3 separate regions of the Mus musculus genome follow, and all the other regions are linked to region 1. A link is a contact called in public HiChIP or PLAC-seq and promoter capture Hi-C data. All regions are on one chromosome and are shown on one strand. The core of a region is the stretch at or near the end of the contact, and the rest is flanking DNA. Distances in the headings are between cores, read along the strand shown. Region 1 holds the start of P2rx2 (purinergic receptor P2X, ligand-gated ion channel, 2). Region 2 holds the start of Galnt9 (polypeptide N-acetylgalactosaminyltransferase 9). Region 3 holds the start of Gtpbp6 (GTP binding protein 6 (putative)).

Evidence for each region. Promoter capture Hi-C pulls out the DNA fragments that hold promoters and counts their contacts. HiChIP or PLAC-seq counts read pairs in DNA pulled down with a chosen protein or histone mark.
Region 2: a promoter capture Hi-C map of embryonic stem cells shows a contact between it and region 1, with 6 times the contacts expected there. The contact joins the promoter of Galnt9 here to the promoter of P2rx2 in region 1. A contact is called at or near these places in 10 of 39 promoter capture datasets (the HPC-7 cell line, cranial neural crest, embryonic stem cells and 4 more), 1 of 15 datasets of contacts at CTCF or cohesin (embryonic stem cells), 6 of 484 Hi-C or Micro-C datasets (cortical neurons and embryonic stem cells), 9 of 115 datasets of contacts at active chromatin or transcription factors (astrocytes, double positive thymocytes and embryonic stem cells) and 3 of 9 other capture datasets (adipose tissue, embryonic stem cells and liver).
Region 3: a contact with region 1 is called in an HNF4G HiChIP or PLAC-seq map of pancreatic cancer cells. The contact joins the promoter of Gtpbp6 here to the promoter of P2rx2 in region 1. A contact is called at or near these places in 1 of 484 Hi-C or Micro-C datasets (embryonic stem cells), 1 of 115 datasets of contacts at active chromatin or transcription factors (pancreatic cancer cells) and 1 of 9 other capture datasets (adipose tissue).

What each region holds. Positions count from the first base shown.
Region 1 is chr5:110,340,460-110,345,323 of GRCm38.p6, reverse strand. It overlaps P2rx2 (purinergic receptor P2X, ligand-gated ion channel, 2), which reads left to right and starts at 2,289. Exons shown (of 11, transcript NM_153400.4): 1 at 2,289-2,544; 2 at 2,689-2,824; 3 at 2,920-2,991; 4 at 3,071-3,146; 5 at 3,223-3,319; 6 at 3,470-3,550; 7 at 3,635-3,773; 8 at 4,093-4,223; 9 at 4,375-4,468; 10 at 4,591-4,656; 11 at 4,742-4,864. The coding sequence starts at 2,369. It overlaps Lrcol1 (leucine rich colipase-like 1), which reads right to left and starts at 594. Exons shown (of 6, transcript NM_001310709.1): 1 at 495-594.
Region 2 is chr5:110,542,830-110,547,900 of GRCm38.p6, reverse strand. It overlaps Galnt9 (polypeptide N-acetylgalactosaminyltransferase 9), which reads right to left and starts at 3,546. Exons shown (of 11, transcript NM_198306.3): 1 at 2,959-3,546. The coding sequence starts at 3,199.
Region 3 is chr5:110,106,165-110,110,773 of GRCm38.p6, reverse strand. It overlaps Gtpbp6 (GTP binding protein 6 (putative)), which reads left to right and starts at 2,577. Exons shown (of 10, transcript NM_145147.5): 1 at 2,577-2,918; 2 at 3,577-3,714; 3 at 3,834-3,904; 4 at 3,991-4,121; 5 at 4,438-4,508. The coding sequence starts at 2,603. Zfp605 (zinc finger protein 605) reads right to left here and starts at 682. Exons shown (of 5, transcript NM_001163996.1): 1 at 457-682.

The sequences.
Region 1 (4,864 bases), core at 1,040-3,539:
TCACAGATCACCACTGTTCATAAAGGACTACTGCACAGGAAAGCCCTGAGCGCACCGTGTTAAATAAATCAGCTAGTCACAAAAGGCCAAATACTGTTGAACGCCACTTACATAAGGGCCTGGGAATCATCAGGTCCACGGAGACAGATGGAAGAGTGGTGTCAGGGCCTAGAAAGGCACTGTTTAATGGGAAGATGTGCTCTGTTGGGCACGGAGGGCTATTGAGATCAGGCTACACCCTTCTCTAAGTTATTTCATATTGTACAAAGCAGGAGTTTTCCAGGGTGTGCACCGTCTCAGAAGAAGCCATTTTACAATGAACTTTTCACTCTGTTTTGAGGGGAAAGAGGGATGATTGCAACCGCTGGGTAGACCCAGAAACTAGACTATCTTTCTCCTGTTTCCTGCCAGGTACCACAGGACAGGAACAATCTGAGTTATTCCTGGGAGTAGAAAGGTAGTTTTTGGAACTGCTGAGTTCCCAGTGGCCCTACCTCCTTGCCTCAGGTCCACTTGCTCCTCTGTGCAGCGAGAGCAGCCAAACTGCAGTTTCCAAGCAGACGTCAGCCTTGAAGTAGAGGGTTACAGGTTAGCCAAGGGTACTTGGCCTCAAGTCTCTGAGCAGTAACTCAACTCCACTCCACTTCCTGCCCCGCCCTCTGCACAGAATGTAGAGATTCCGTGGACATGGCCTCCCACCATACTTTACCTGCTTTCCTGCTTTTTGCTTCTGTTCCAAATCAAGACCAGCTACCAATAGCCAAACAAACCCCTACCCAGCAGTGTAGGACACCCACTCTTTGTGCCCCCTCCCCACTGTCCTCCCCACCCCCCACCCCGCCCTAGGACCACAACTCCTTAGGCACCCAGAGTTCCCTTTCTCCACTCCTAAGTCAGGTGCTCATGTCTGGTGCTGACTCTGCCCCCTGATAATAGTCTCAGTTTGTTCTCATTTATCAATCCTTCTGTCTGTTCTATAGTGTGTGGGCTGTTCGTTCACTTGAGATTTTTGCCCCTGGGTGGGGGGCGTGGAGACTTAACCCAGGGCCTCACAAGTACTAGACAAGTGTTCCACCACCTAGCTCCAGCAGCTCTCCTTGTTAGCTCTTTAATGATTGACTAGGACTGACTACTTACAATCCTCCTGTCTCCACCTCTCAAGTGGTGGGATTACTGGTTTTGTATAAGCATGCTCAGCCTCAGGCAAATTAAAGCAGGACTTTTCTAAGAAAGAAGGACTCACAAAGAATGGCACCAGGATCCATGAAGGTCCTTGGTGGAAAACAGGAAGGATGTGATCAGCTTGGTGATTTCGGGTGGGGAGGTCCTGTCTGGAAGGGATCTGGACAACTGGCGTCTGAGATGGGCCAAGACCCAGTCTTTTGTTACAAAATATTCCCTAAAATTATGCATTCAGTTGTTCTAAATTAGATTGCCGTTGCTCCCTAGGCACTGGTCAGATTTAATCAAACAGTTCAAATATGCAATTTAGCTGTACTATTAGCAACAGCAAAGAGATGTCCAGGTTTGCCAAGGATGGATTTGCTCTGGTCTTACTTTGAAGTATTAGCAAAGATGTGGGTGGATCTTGAAAACACGATAAAGCCAGACGTAGGTATCGTATTTCAAATAAAAACCTTTTTGAGACATGAAGACTACTGTGGGAACAGGAATGGCGGCTTTATGGACAGGGGTTTGTTCTGAGGTGGGAGAACGGGTTTTGTGTTGTCCAATGAAGGGGACTGCACAACGTACAGCAGCATGTACTACACTCATTGGGTTGTTCATACGCTAAATGCATTTTATTTCCATAAAAGACAGCTTAAAATCATCTCGCTGAGACATATTAAGATGTTTGGTATTTGCTTCAAATAACCTGGGCGCAGGAGAGACCTGATCAGTTACCAGCAAACAATTTCGGTTTGCAAGGGGTGTGGGGGGGTTGGAGGGGGAAGCGGAATTAACATCCCAATGCTGGGCAGTTCCTTGGAGAAATGAGGGTTGGGGCTGCGCCCTTGTGTGTCTGCTATGAGAAACCTGGGGTGCCTGCCGTCAGCCCCTGATCCTCTGAGTGATGAGGAAAGCGCCCAGTGTGGAGCTTCTCTTGGGCTCCTCCCGGGGCTCTCCGGGCTGGCCTGGCCTCTCCGCTCTTCTTGTCACCAAACTGGAGTTGTGATCCACCAACTGCACCACCAGGCTGCACTCTGAGCCGCACCCCGCCGCACCTGCAGTCTTCAGTAAGACTGGAAAGGGACTAGATTGCTACTGTCACAAAGGGCGGGGAGCGAGGCCACACCCCCAGCCTGCCCACGAGAGGCCGAGAGTGTGAGGCGCTCCAGCAGCTCTTGTGGACCGAGCTCCTTGGGCCATGGCCGCTGCACAGCCCCGGCTTCCCGCGGGGGCGGCCATGGTCCGGCGCTTGGCCCGGGGCTGCTGGTCCGCGTTCTGGGACTACGAGACGCCCAAGGTGATCGTGGTGCGGAATCGGCGCCTGGGATTCGTGCACCGCATGGTGCAGCTGCTCATTCTGCTTTACTTCGTGTGGTGCGCCGGCCGGGGCACAGTGGGCAATCGGGCGGGAGGGGATACTCAGCCCTGGGCTTGTGCGGGCGCCCTTAGGGCTTTAGGAGAGGGATATCCTGGTCTCTCCAGGGTTGCCTCCGGAGCCGGCACCGCCCTATCCCACAGGTACGTCTTCATCGTGCAGAAAAGCTACCAGGATAGCGAAACCGGTCCGGAGAGCTCCATCATCACCAAAGTCAAGGGGATCACCATGTCGGAACACAAAGTGTGGGACGTGGAGGAATACGTAAAGCCCCCGGAGGTGCGGCGCTTCCTGCCCCAGGCCCGATGCTCCTCCGCGGTGTGACCCGTCTGAGTGAGCTGACAGGCCCACCGCGCCTTTATTTCTGCACCCAGGGGGGCAGTGTAGTCAGCATCATCACCAGGATCGAGGTTACTCCTTCCCAGACCCTGGGAACATGCCCAGAGGTGAGGCCGGTCAAGGGTGGTCTGGGAAAACCTAGGCCAGTTGCAGAGTCTACCCTCTAACCTACAATCTCCACCCTAGAGCATGAGGGTTCACAGCTCTACCTGCCATTTAGATGACGACTGTGTGGCCGGACAGCTGGACATGCAGGGCAATGGTCAGTGTGCATCAGGGACAGTGGGGAAGGCAGGGTTAGCCTGACCTCAGTAGATTAACCAGTGTGTGTCCTGTAGGGATTCGGACAGGACGCTGTGTACCCTATTACCATGGGGACTCCAAGACCTGCGAGGTGTCAGCCTGGTGCCCGGTGGAGGATGGGACTTCTGAAAAGTATGCAGGATCTACAGACCCCATCGGCAGTCTCCTTTCTCCTTACTGATGAAGATCAGATTAACTGGGAGGAGGAGGGAGACCATGTCCTCCTTCCTGCCCTTGGGATTTGGGGGAAAGGAGACTAAACCACTGTCTGTAACTTTGCAGCCATTTTCTGGGTAAAATGGCCCCAAATTTCACCATCCTCATCAAGAACAGCATCCACTATCCCAAGTTCAAGTTCTCCAAGTGAGTCTGAGGAGTAATTGCAAATGCCCGACCAGTATGTAGGCATGTGCTGGGAGCAGGTGTTTGTTTTCTGCTTCTCCTTAGGGGCAACATTGCAAGCCAGAAGAGTGACTACCTGAAGCACTGCACGTTTGATCAGGACTCTGATCCATACTGTCCCATCTTCAGGCTGGGCTTCATTGTAGAGCAAGCAGGAGAGAACTTCACAGAACTGGCACACAAGGTAAGGATCAGAGGGCATGGGGACAGAGAAGCTGGGTGTCAGCATTTGCTGCCTAGGAAGGGTTTTACTGCATCTAGATGTACCTTCTTTGTCTTGGTTAGCTTTAGCTGTGTTTAGGCAGAGGGGAGAAATGTGATCACGGTCTGTGCAGGCACCCGCTCAATTATTGACACCTGGTCCCATGACTGGTGCTAGTACCTCACTGCCTCCAAAACCAGAAATGACTAGCTCTCTGGACCTTTGGCTCTGAGCTGAACCCTATTCCTTGAGGTTTTTCTGCTTTATGTTCTTCAGCCCTCCTTGGCTCACTTCTCTGCAGGGCGGTGTCATTGGGGTCATCATCAACTGGAACTGTGACCTGGACTTGTCTGAATCAGAGTGCAACCCCAAATATTCTTTCCGGAGGCTCGACCCCAAGTATGACCCTGCCTCTTCAGGCTACAACTTCAGGTACCTTGTTCTGGATCCATGACAGACAGTGGTGGCTGTGTTGACTATAGTCCCACCAGAAGAAGTCCTAAAGAGAGGAAGATGGGTGTGTTCGAGTGCCACAGTCCTCAGACTGACAGCTTTGACATTACTTTGGTTCCCTCGACCCTAGGTTTGCCAAATATTACAAGATAAACGGCACCACCACCACTCGAACTCTCATCAAAGCCTATGGGATTCGAATTGACGTTATTGTGCATGGACAGGTACGCACGGCTGAAGGGTTCCACCTAGGCCTGTGCTGGGCTAGCTCCATGCCCCTTATAGCATCCCATCCTCAAGCAGCCTGTGTTGAAGGTCTAACTAAATGCATGTCTGTTGTCTACAGGCAGGGAAATTCAGTCTCATTCCCACCATCATCAATCTGGCCACTGCTCTGACCTCCATCGGGGTGGTAAGAAATCCAGATCCCCTTAGGGGTCTGAGTCAGGTAGGGAGTGCTTGGTATGCCTTTACCCACTCGCACCTGCTGATTTCAGGGCTCCTTTCTGTGTGACTGGATTTTGTTAACGTTCATGAACAAAAACAAGCTCTACAGCCATAAGAAGTTCGACAAGGTGCGTACCCCAAGGCACCCCTCAAGTAGATGGCCTGTGACCCTT
Region 2 (5,071 bases), core at 2,297-4,796, 200 kb before region 1:
GAGACACGGGTCCTGCTCCTTCTTCAAGCAACTGCACCTCCAGCGTCTTATACAACCCTGGCAAGTTGTTCCACTTCCTGGTTCCCAATTCTGTCCCAACCATGAGACCAACCGCAGCTTTGAATGTTACAGACAGTATAATGAATGCACTCGGGGAGGGATGGCACAAATTAGAGGGAATTAACAAGTATGCGAGCTCTGGTTTTAGAAACCACCCTTCAAGAGGGACCACCTACCTAGGTGTGAGACCCTGGGCCAAGTAGTTCCCTCCACCCTACGAAGCTTTCCACAACAGAGGGCTGTGCGTCTGCTCTGCTGAGCCTTCACACAGACTCATAGAGGGACACCCAGTACGAAGAAAAGGCCCACTTGTCCCCACACACATCATTAGGGGAAAGGGGTTGAATTCCCAGCATCGGACTTGGAAAACAGCACCAAGCTTGGAGGATTTCAAATTTACTGCTCCTGAGAGCCTGGGCCAGCCGCTCACACAGCCTTGGGGCACCAGGCTTTATGTGCAATTTAAGGTATTCAGAGGGTGAGTTTTTCCCATAAACATTTTTCCTTGCCTTGAGCACTGAATTTAGAAGCAATTCTCAAGCACATATAAGAGGGACTACGCACCCTTTTCCACAATGCCTCCAGGCCCTGGGAGACTGAGTCTGTACCACATTGGGATGTTCTGCCAGGGTAAGGTCATGGAGCCAAGGAGAATGGCATACTGCCTACACCAGAGCTCCCTCCTGTGCCTCCTGCCTCCCCAGAATTCCCTCTTCTCATTGTCTCCCCAGCCAGGAGAGAGAGAGTTCAAAAGAAGAATCTGGGCCCAGGGGATGTAAGCAATTGCTTCCTCTTACTTTTTAATGCCGCTGAGATAAGTATCAGTAGAAACCCTTGGGGATCAAGCCCACAATCTCTAGGATCTAAAATAGAGCAAGCTGTGCCAGGGAGAGCGGCCAGCTTCCTCCAGGAAGCTCTCGTGGCTTTCCTCCATGCCCTCAGTCAGAGGCCTTGGGCCAAGTCTGGAGTAGGGTAAGGATATCTCAAATGACTTCACTTAAACAGACAGCCCCTGGATAGTCTGTGCTTTCCCCGAAGGAGCCCACCTGAGACCAATGTGTTGCTTCCTTCCTAGGACAAATATTGAATGACAAACTGAGTTTAGAGTCTGCTAAGCTTATGAATCAGAGAGGAGGGCATGGCTGTTTCAGCCCAGAGAAGGAAAAGAAAAGGGAAGGGATTTAGTGAGGGGTGGAGGAAAAGGTACTATAAAGGAAAGGTGACGAAAGGAGGGAATGGGAGAAGAGAAGCAAGAAGCTGTCAGGAGCGTGGGAGCAGGGAGGAGATAAGCCAGAGGGAAGAACTTCATTCTGCCCGTCTCAATGTCAGGAAAGGTGATCGAGGGTCCCAGCTTTCCTTTCACCAAATACTGGCCCCTCTTGTCCTTGGGGAACTAGGGAAGGAAACAGCACATGAGGCTGGCCGGCCAGCGTGATGTTACACAAGCGCAAACGGTGCCAATGTTTTTATATAATCCTCTGGTTCGCCCCATAAAACAGACCATAACACCCTGGCAAATACACTTCAATAAAGCTCCGTGCTATTACGGGACCCAGCGTCTTCCAGAAGATGAATCACACTTGGTGGCGAGGCCAAGCCACTGCTCCAACTCAACTTTCTTCCTCTGAGCCTTCAGCTGAGTGGCTGATGGAGAAGCCACAGGGCTGGTCAGGATGGCTAGGGGGTCCAGGAGCTGCTGGGGGGGGGTTGTTATCTGAGGATACCCGAGCCACCTGGAACCCAGATGGCACTTGCCTGGAACCCAGTTCTCTCAGGAGACCCCAGTGACCCTTAAAACTTTTGACCTGAGCCCTGATGAAGATGCCCACCCAACCTAGTCACTGCCTAGTGAAGCCAGTTCCTAGCACTTGCAGAAAGAGGTTTGCTGGGGCTGTTTCGCAGAACAGAAGCCTGCTGGAGCTGCAGGCATGCACCAATTGTCTCCTTCCTGAAGCCTAACAAAGCTGTCCTTGGGGACAGAGCTGGTGCATTCATCCTACACCCAAAATGTAAAATATTCCATTCCCAACAGCTACAACCATCCACTGTGACCTGCTGTGACAAAGATGCTGAGTTCCCTCTTTTCCTCACAGAAAAGCAAAGAGGTCACCAGAAGCAGAAACTTTGGTGCCTCAGAGGTTCCCAGGCACCCTGACCTCAGTCCACGTGAACACTCCGCTCCTACCCAGTTCTGCTGGACACTTGACTCCATCTCTCCACACAGCACCAGTGGTGCCTTCCGTTTCTCCCACAACAGAACTTTCTGCAGGAGCCCTGAGCATCCTTGAAAGGTGGCTCTCCAGGCCAGAGGTCACACTGTAATAGACAAGACACGCACTGTGCCATGCAGAGGAAGATGGGATCAATCACTTTTAGATGGGCAGTAATCACCCCCTCCTTCCGTATCTCCAGGGAGAGGAGTGAGTCCGGTCTAAACCCACAGCTTGGAAAGGCTCTCTGGGTCCTTGCAGGGAACCTCGGTGTCACCTTCACCCTCACAGCTTTGTAAGGTACCTCTGGTTCCTGAATGTGAACCTAGGCACGGTCTGGACCTCCCTCACTGTGGATCTAGGTATTGCCTGAGCCCCTCACTACCCTTCTGCCAACTCCTCAGAGGCTCTTCCTTGAGAAGTTAGAGTTCTCTTGGGTAGTAACTTTGGAGGCATTATGCGGGAGGCAAGGGACAGTTCCCAAGTGTTCACAGGATGAGTAGATAATGCAGTCGCTCTATTACCGCCGCCCTCTGCCAATGAAGGCCTCCAGCATTTCCTCTACAGGACCCAGGGTAGCTTCCACTCGGGACCCTGGAAGATATTGTGGGATGGGTGTGGACAGCCACTCCTGGATAGAGTAGTGTCCTAACACGGGACCCTGCCTCCCCTCCATCCCGCGGCTCACCATTCAGCTGGTTGTAGACCACCTCCTCCAGATGGTCCAGGCGCTGTAGGATGGCCTCACGGTCGGCCAGAGCACTCGCCTTGGATAGCCGATTGCGCATCCGGCGGTCGGTGCCTCGCACGACCTGCACCAGCGCCTCAGAACGGTCCTGCAGGCGGCAGTACACCGAGAAGAGAATGATGCCCACGAACACCAGGATGTTGACCGTCAGCAAAGTTTTGATCTTCCTGGCCACCGCCATGAGCGCGGCTCGGACGGGGCCGCCTCACCCGCCGGGCATCCCCGGGGCCCCGGGGCCGCAGGAGCCTGGGAGCGGCCGGCCGCGGTGGGGACCATGGGCTGGGCAAGGGCGGGAGCTGTTCTTTCAGCACCACCGCGCGGGCTCCACGAGCCAGGCCGCCGCGACCCGCCCTTCTTCAGCGCGCAGAAACCGTCCGGGGATGCGGGTACAGGGCGCCGCCCGCATAGTCAGCAGGGCCCGCCCGCCGGGAGCTTCCTGGGCCGGGAGGCAGCGCGAGGCCTTAGCTGCTGCGTCCCGCTCCTGCGCGCCCCGATCGCTCCTGCGCGCCCCGCTCCTGTGCGCTCGGCTCCTGCGCGCCCCGCTCCTGCGCGCCCCGAAACCACGGCGCCGGTGCGCAGTGACGCGGCCTGCGCTCATCAGCATGCACGCGGCGCCCGCTGCCCCGCCCGCCGCCCCAAACCGATCCCGCGCGCCACCCCTGGCCAGGATAGGCCCACGTGGAGCGAGGCCCAGGGCGCGGCACCACTCCGAGCTTCAGACCGCCCTCCGCGCCTGGGCTTATTTTAGGGGACAAAACCCAGACTTGACCCCTAGGAACACGAAGCCTTAGGGAACGCCGGTCAGGACTGTGCTGTGGGGTGCACGCTGGGGTGTGGTGAGGTGCCTTTGTGCAGTAATGAGTCAGAGCCACCTAGATTTGCCTGCCCACCGCTCCTTGTCAAACCTAACCTGATTGGTTGCCCTCTTCTGGGACCAAAGGATAAGAAAGGAGAGTAGAGTAGGCTGTAGATTGAGCGATCCTATTGTAGCATCAGGCCAAACAAATAAAGGAAACACAAATCTTGACCAGGTGTCCCAAGTCCTCAGAGTTCAGGTGCACGCTCAGCCAGAAGAAAAACAACAAACACCTGCCCCTCCATCTCTAATTTAGCCCCAAACAAACAGTTGTAGATGAGACTGCTGGGATCAGAGGAGAGATGGCAGAAGTCACACAGCCTGGGCTGTGAGCCTGAATCACACAGACTGTGAGCTTCTCCTTTATACCTGGCTACCACTGAATCTACAGTGCCTGAAATGGTTTCTGACACGTAGCTGGTACTTAGCAAATATTTGTGGAATGAATAAATGATGGAGCATTTCCGAGGAGCTTACTTTGTGGTGGGCTCTGCTCATAGAAGGACAAGGTCTGTGGGACTTTGTAGCTCTTGGTTCAGCATGAGTATTTGTGCATGCATGTATCTCGTGTGTGTGCGCACACATATATCATGTATAAGCATGCACGTTTATGCGTTCACTGTGTATGTGCCCATGTGTTTGCATATGTGTTCATGGATATGTGCTTGTGTCTGTGTTACACATGTGTTTCTGCGTTCGTAACTTTCCTTTGTATATGAATGTGCACATGTACAAAGTGTGTCTGATATGTCTCTACATGTTGTATATGTGTGTGCATATACGTGGGATGTCTTCATAATGTACAAGCACATGAGTAGTATGTGATGTGTCTGCATGTGGGTGCATATATATGCATACATGTGCTGTGTCCTTGTGATTATCCACGTGTGCTATGTGTATGTGATACATGTGTGTGTTTGTATGTTCACAGTGTGCAGTTTCTATGTATATATGTGTGTGTGTGTATGTCCATGTCATATCTGTTCACATTCGGGGGAATGGGTAGAGGCTTTGGCTCTTGGTTCAGGCATTCTTTTCCACACTGTCTTCTCCACAAGCCAATGTGTTCTGTGTAGCTTAGAGACATCCAACTTCTCAGTGGAAGCAGCGGGAATAAAAGCCACACTGCTTCTTTTCTAAGTCTCTCCTTCCTGTCAAAGAAAATGTGGCCTGTGTAGTGACACACACAGGTAGGAT
Region 3 (4,609 bases), core at 1,328-3,827, 230 kb after region 1:
CTTGACAGTGAGCCTCTCCTAGAATCCAAAAGGTGAAAGATTTAATCATTTCTGCTGTTTCTCAGGAAGACAGGGTCCTTATGGCACCCGAATGACTGATGATTACTGTCTTCACCAACAAAAAGAGCACACATACATGCCGTCCGGGACTCACTGGTTTACAAACATACAAAGCAACCCCTTCCCGCCCCACAAGACTTGTCTGGGGAATCCCACTAGTTCTTCATTTACCTGGCATTGACACCTGTTCTCACAGGCCAGAATGTTCTGTGTTCGGATGTTCCATCATCTAATCCGCGTGCCTTATTGTCCCTGACAGGGTGCAGCATCAGTAATGGCACCGTCACCTTCTCCCACCCTCCTCCTGCACTCCCTCCTTCAGCCACCTCTTCTTGCCCCAACCTCCTACCAGGCTGTTGGACACAATCCCTCAAGAGTGCTCAGGGCCCGCCTCACCTTAATCCTTACCAAAACCGGGACCGCCATTCTGCGCATGCGCAATTCCCCTCTCCAATGGCTCCGCACCTGCTCCAGGCAGAGCCTAAACGCTCTTTGAGTTTGCCAAAGACCAGATTGGATACAGACTTAGCTCTCTACAGGATCACGTCATCTGTCACTAGCTTCACTAGGGCTTACTGCAGACCTAACAGCTGCAGAGTCGGTGTGGCCCAGTAGAGGAAGTGTCGATGTAGAACTACATTTCCCAGAGATCCACTGGGGCAAATGTGCCTGGGACTGAAGGATGGGCTTCACTTCCGGACCCACCCCTCCACCCCCCACCCCCAGCCTTCATGTTCCCTTAAGACGATGTCATCAGCAAGGGCCCTTACCGTTGTATTGTCTCACTGGCCTGAAGTATTTTACTACTACTACTACTTCTTCTTCTTCGGCCCTTACCGTTGTATTGTCTCACTGGCCTGAAGCATTTTACTACTACTACTACTACTACTACTACTACTTCTTCTTCTTCTTCTTCTTCTTCTTCTTCTTCTTCTTCTTCTTCTTCTTCTTCTCCTTCTCCTTCTCCTTCTCCTTCTCCTTCTCCTTCTCCTCCTCCTTCTTCTTCTTCTTCTTCTTCTTCTTCCTCTTCTTCTTCTTTTAAAGATGCATTTATTTTATGTATGTGAGTACACTTGTCGCTGTCTTTAGACACACCAGAAGAGGGCATCAGATCACATTACAAATGGTTGTGAGCCACCATGTGGTTGCTGGGATTTGAACTCAGGACCTCTGGAAGAGCAGACAGTGCTCTTAACCACTGAGTCATCTCTCCAGTCCTATTTTATTTCTTAAAACTCTTTTTTATTTTAAAATGTATTTGTTTATTTCATGTATATTAGTGTTGTGCCTTATATGCTTGTGCACTGTGTGCATGCTTACAGAGGCCAGGAGGGTGTTGATCCTCCTAAGACTGTTGTGAGCTCTTATGTGGGTGGTGGGAATTAAACTTGTGTCCTCTGGAAACGCACCCCTGAGCCATCTTTCTGTCACCCAAAGCAGATAATTTAAAGGAAGAATTCATTAACTTTTAAATATCTCTTGATGTTCTTGGCTTCTATACCCAAATTAGACATTTCAGCACTACTGTCTGCATCCAGGAAGATACTCATGAAGAGCCAAATATGTGAGTGCTAGGAACTGAACCCCAGTCCTCTGGAGAAGCAACCAGTGCTGTGACATCTTGAACTATTTTAATCATGACTATGTTCAGTGGAGCAGCCAGTCTCTTTACTAGTCTGAGAGACATCTCCAGCTTGGGTTTTGTTTTGTTTTGTTTGTTTGTTTTGTATCCCCTAGTTCCCTGCTTCAGGCAAGTAAGCTAAATGGATTGTCAGCAGCACACATCCCAAGGCTTGATTTGTTCCTACTTTATATGAATATGTCCCCACAACTCCACTCCAGAAAATATATAAATGACTTGAAAAAAAGATACACAGGAGAGAGAGAGAGAGAGAGAGAGAGAGAGAGAGAGAGCGCGCAGCTATCCCAGGTCACAGATATATTCCATTTAGTTCCTTCTAGTTCTTGGTACTGAACATCCTCTAGCCTACCATCTGTGACTCCATCTTCCTCTGTGTTGAGGAGAGTTTCCTGTGGCCCAAGTAAGTTTCAACAGAAACATGAATATTTGTAATTTCTTATAACTAAGCATAAAAGCTAACACATTTTATAACTTATTTGAATTCTATTTTAACATTCAGTGCTAGATTATTTCAATAGCCTATGTCCTTTATACCTAACTTTATTGTCTTCATAAAAGTTGTCATAGGCCAAACCCTGAGTTCTATTGAGTCCTGTGTTGTTCCTTTTGAAATTGCTGTGCCTACACTAACTCTATTCAGATCTTCCACCACTAGGCTTATTTTTATTTGTTTTGTTTTAGAGGCATTGTCCTTTCGGCCCCGCCCCTCGCCGCATGCGCCTTGCTGTCCTTTCTCCCTGACCCCGCCCCTATCCAAGTTTTTCGCTGCGGGTAAGCGATCTGCTCTCGATCCTCCCAGAGCCACCCTTCGCGGCACGCACATGCGCCCTGTTGTTCTTCCCGTCCCTCCCTGCTCTCCCTCCCCCGCCCCCGCAGTCTCTCGCTGCGCGCGCACGCGCCATGCTTTTTCTGCGCGCCGCCGTGCTCCCGGGGTTCTGGCTCCCGCGTGTGCGCCGCGTACAACTCGTTCGGAGCCCCGCGGTGACCCTGCCAAGTCCCGTCCGCACTGTCCACGCCGGGAGCCGGGTCTGGGGGAGCGCGTGGGCGGGGGGCGGTCCCGTCCGTGGTGGGGGCGAGGAGGACCCCCGTGAGGACGAAGAGGAAGAGGAGGATGAGCTGCTCCGCGCCCCACCCCTCCTGCCCTTGGATACACAGCGCGTTTGCGTCCTGCATCCTGACGTCAAACGCCCGGCCGGAAAAAAGCCTCGAAGCACAGGTATCGGGTAGGGCGAGAGTGGGGATTGAGCAGGGAAGCCGGAAGGGGCGAGGACCTGAAGGCCGAAACTTACTAGTGCTATACAGGAAGGCCACGGGGAATTGGGGCGGCGGTGACGCCTAGTTCTGGAAGGGGCGGAGTCACGAGAAAGGAAGGAGAAGCCGAGGGAGGAGCACTGGGGGCAGGGTACTATGATGGACATCGGGCGTACGGTAGAGAGTGTGGATAGTCTGGGATGTGCTGGGTTCGTGGCTGCTCTCCTGGTGGAGTCGGAGTCTGGCGAGCTTGCGTGCTGGGGGCGTGATCTGGCTGAGCATGTGATGGTACCTGGGCCTGCCCGATGGGTGAGGCTGCGCGTGCTCCGGGTGGGACCTTGGGGCGGGACTATCCTAAATTTGTAGGCGGAGTCTGGGGGGGGGGAACATTGGGCGCTGGGGGCGAGTCCTAGAGGTTCTGCCTTTCCCTGGTAGAGCTTTGGATCATGGCCTGGCGAGCTTCTTAGGGTTGTGATGTGAGCTGCAGGGTGGGGACATGGTGTGGGCGGGGGATGCGGACTCTGCGCGGGCGCGGTTTCATCCCAGAGCTAACCCTGTCCACCGCCGTGGTCCGAGGTCTTCCCGCTCGGCCCTTGACTGGATGGACCCTTGTGTCCTCACAGCGGAGTGGCAGGTGGCAGAGGCGGCCGCCCTGGTGCGCGCACTTCCAGGATGGTCGGTCGCGAGTACCCTGGTGGTGCCCAGCGCAGCGCCTGGCAGCAGGCTGGTGTTCGGCAAGGGCAACTTTCAGGACGTGACAGGTGAGCGGTACCTCACCTTTGGCCGCTGGGCATGCGCCTCACCTGCGCTGGTGTAGGATGGGTCAGACTGCCTCCCGTCCTCCTCCTAACCCCATGACGGGCCACTCCCTGTGCTCCAGAAAAGATCAAGGGATGCCAGGACATCACGTCCGTGTTCCTGAACGTGGAGAGGATGGCGCCACCGACCAAGGTTCCCTTGTGTCCCCCCTGATCCTCACATGACCCATGACACCATGTGACCCCTGACTGATCCCTGCGTGGCCCCCATCTCCTCAGAAGGAGCTGGAGTCCGCTTGGGGTTTGCGTGTGTTCGACAGATTCACCCTAGTTCTGCATATCTTCCGTTGTAACGCACGCACGAGGGAGGCCCGGATGCAGCTGGCGCTGGCAGAGATCCCGCTCCTCAGGTTCGCGGGTGATGTTCCCCGCATGTCCTCCCCTCGTGTTTTTACCACCTGCCCTCTCAGGGAGTCTGTGGGTGATGCAGCATGTAGTGCTCCCCACATGTTCTCTTCACATGTCCTTGGGTACTCTCCGTATGTCCTCCCTACATGTCCTCCTTGCGTATCCTCTCGCGTGACTGTAGATGCTGCAACAGGTGGCAGGTGGTGCTCTCCGCAGTTCCTCCCCGCATGTCCTCTGCACATATCCTTGGACGCTGTGACAGGGGTGCTCCCTGTGTCCTCCCCTCCCCTCATGCGCTACCTACCTGCCTCCCTCCAGGTCCTCTGTGAATACCGACTCTGGGCAGCAAGACCAGCAAGGCTGGGGCTCCCGGTACATCATGGGGTCAGGTAAGGGCCAGAGGTGTGTAGAGGGGATATTGGGGAGAAGGGGGACATGGAGGGGAACACAGGCCTGTGATGCGGGGCTGTGACTGGGGTCTAATGTAATG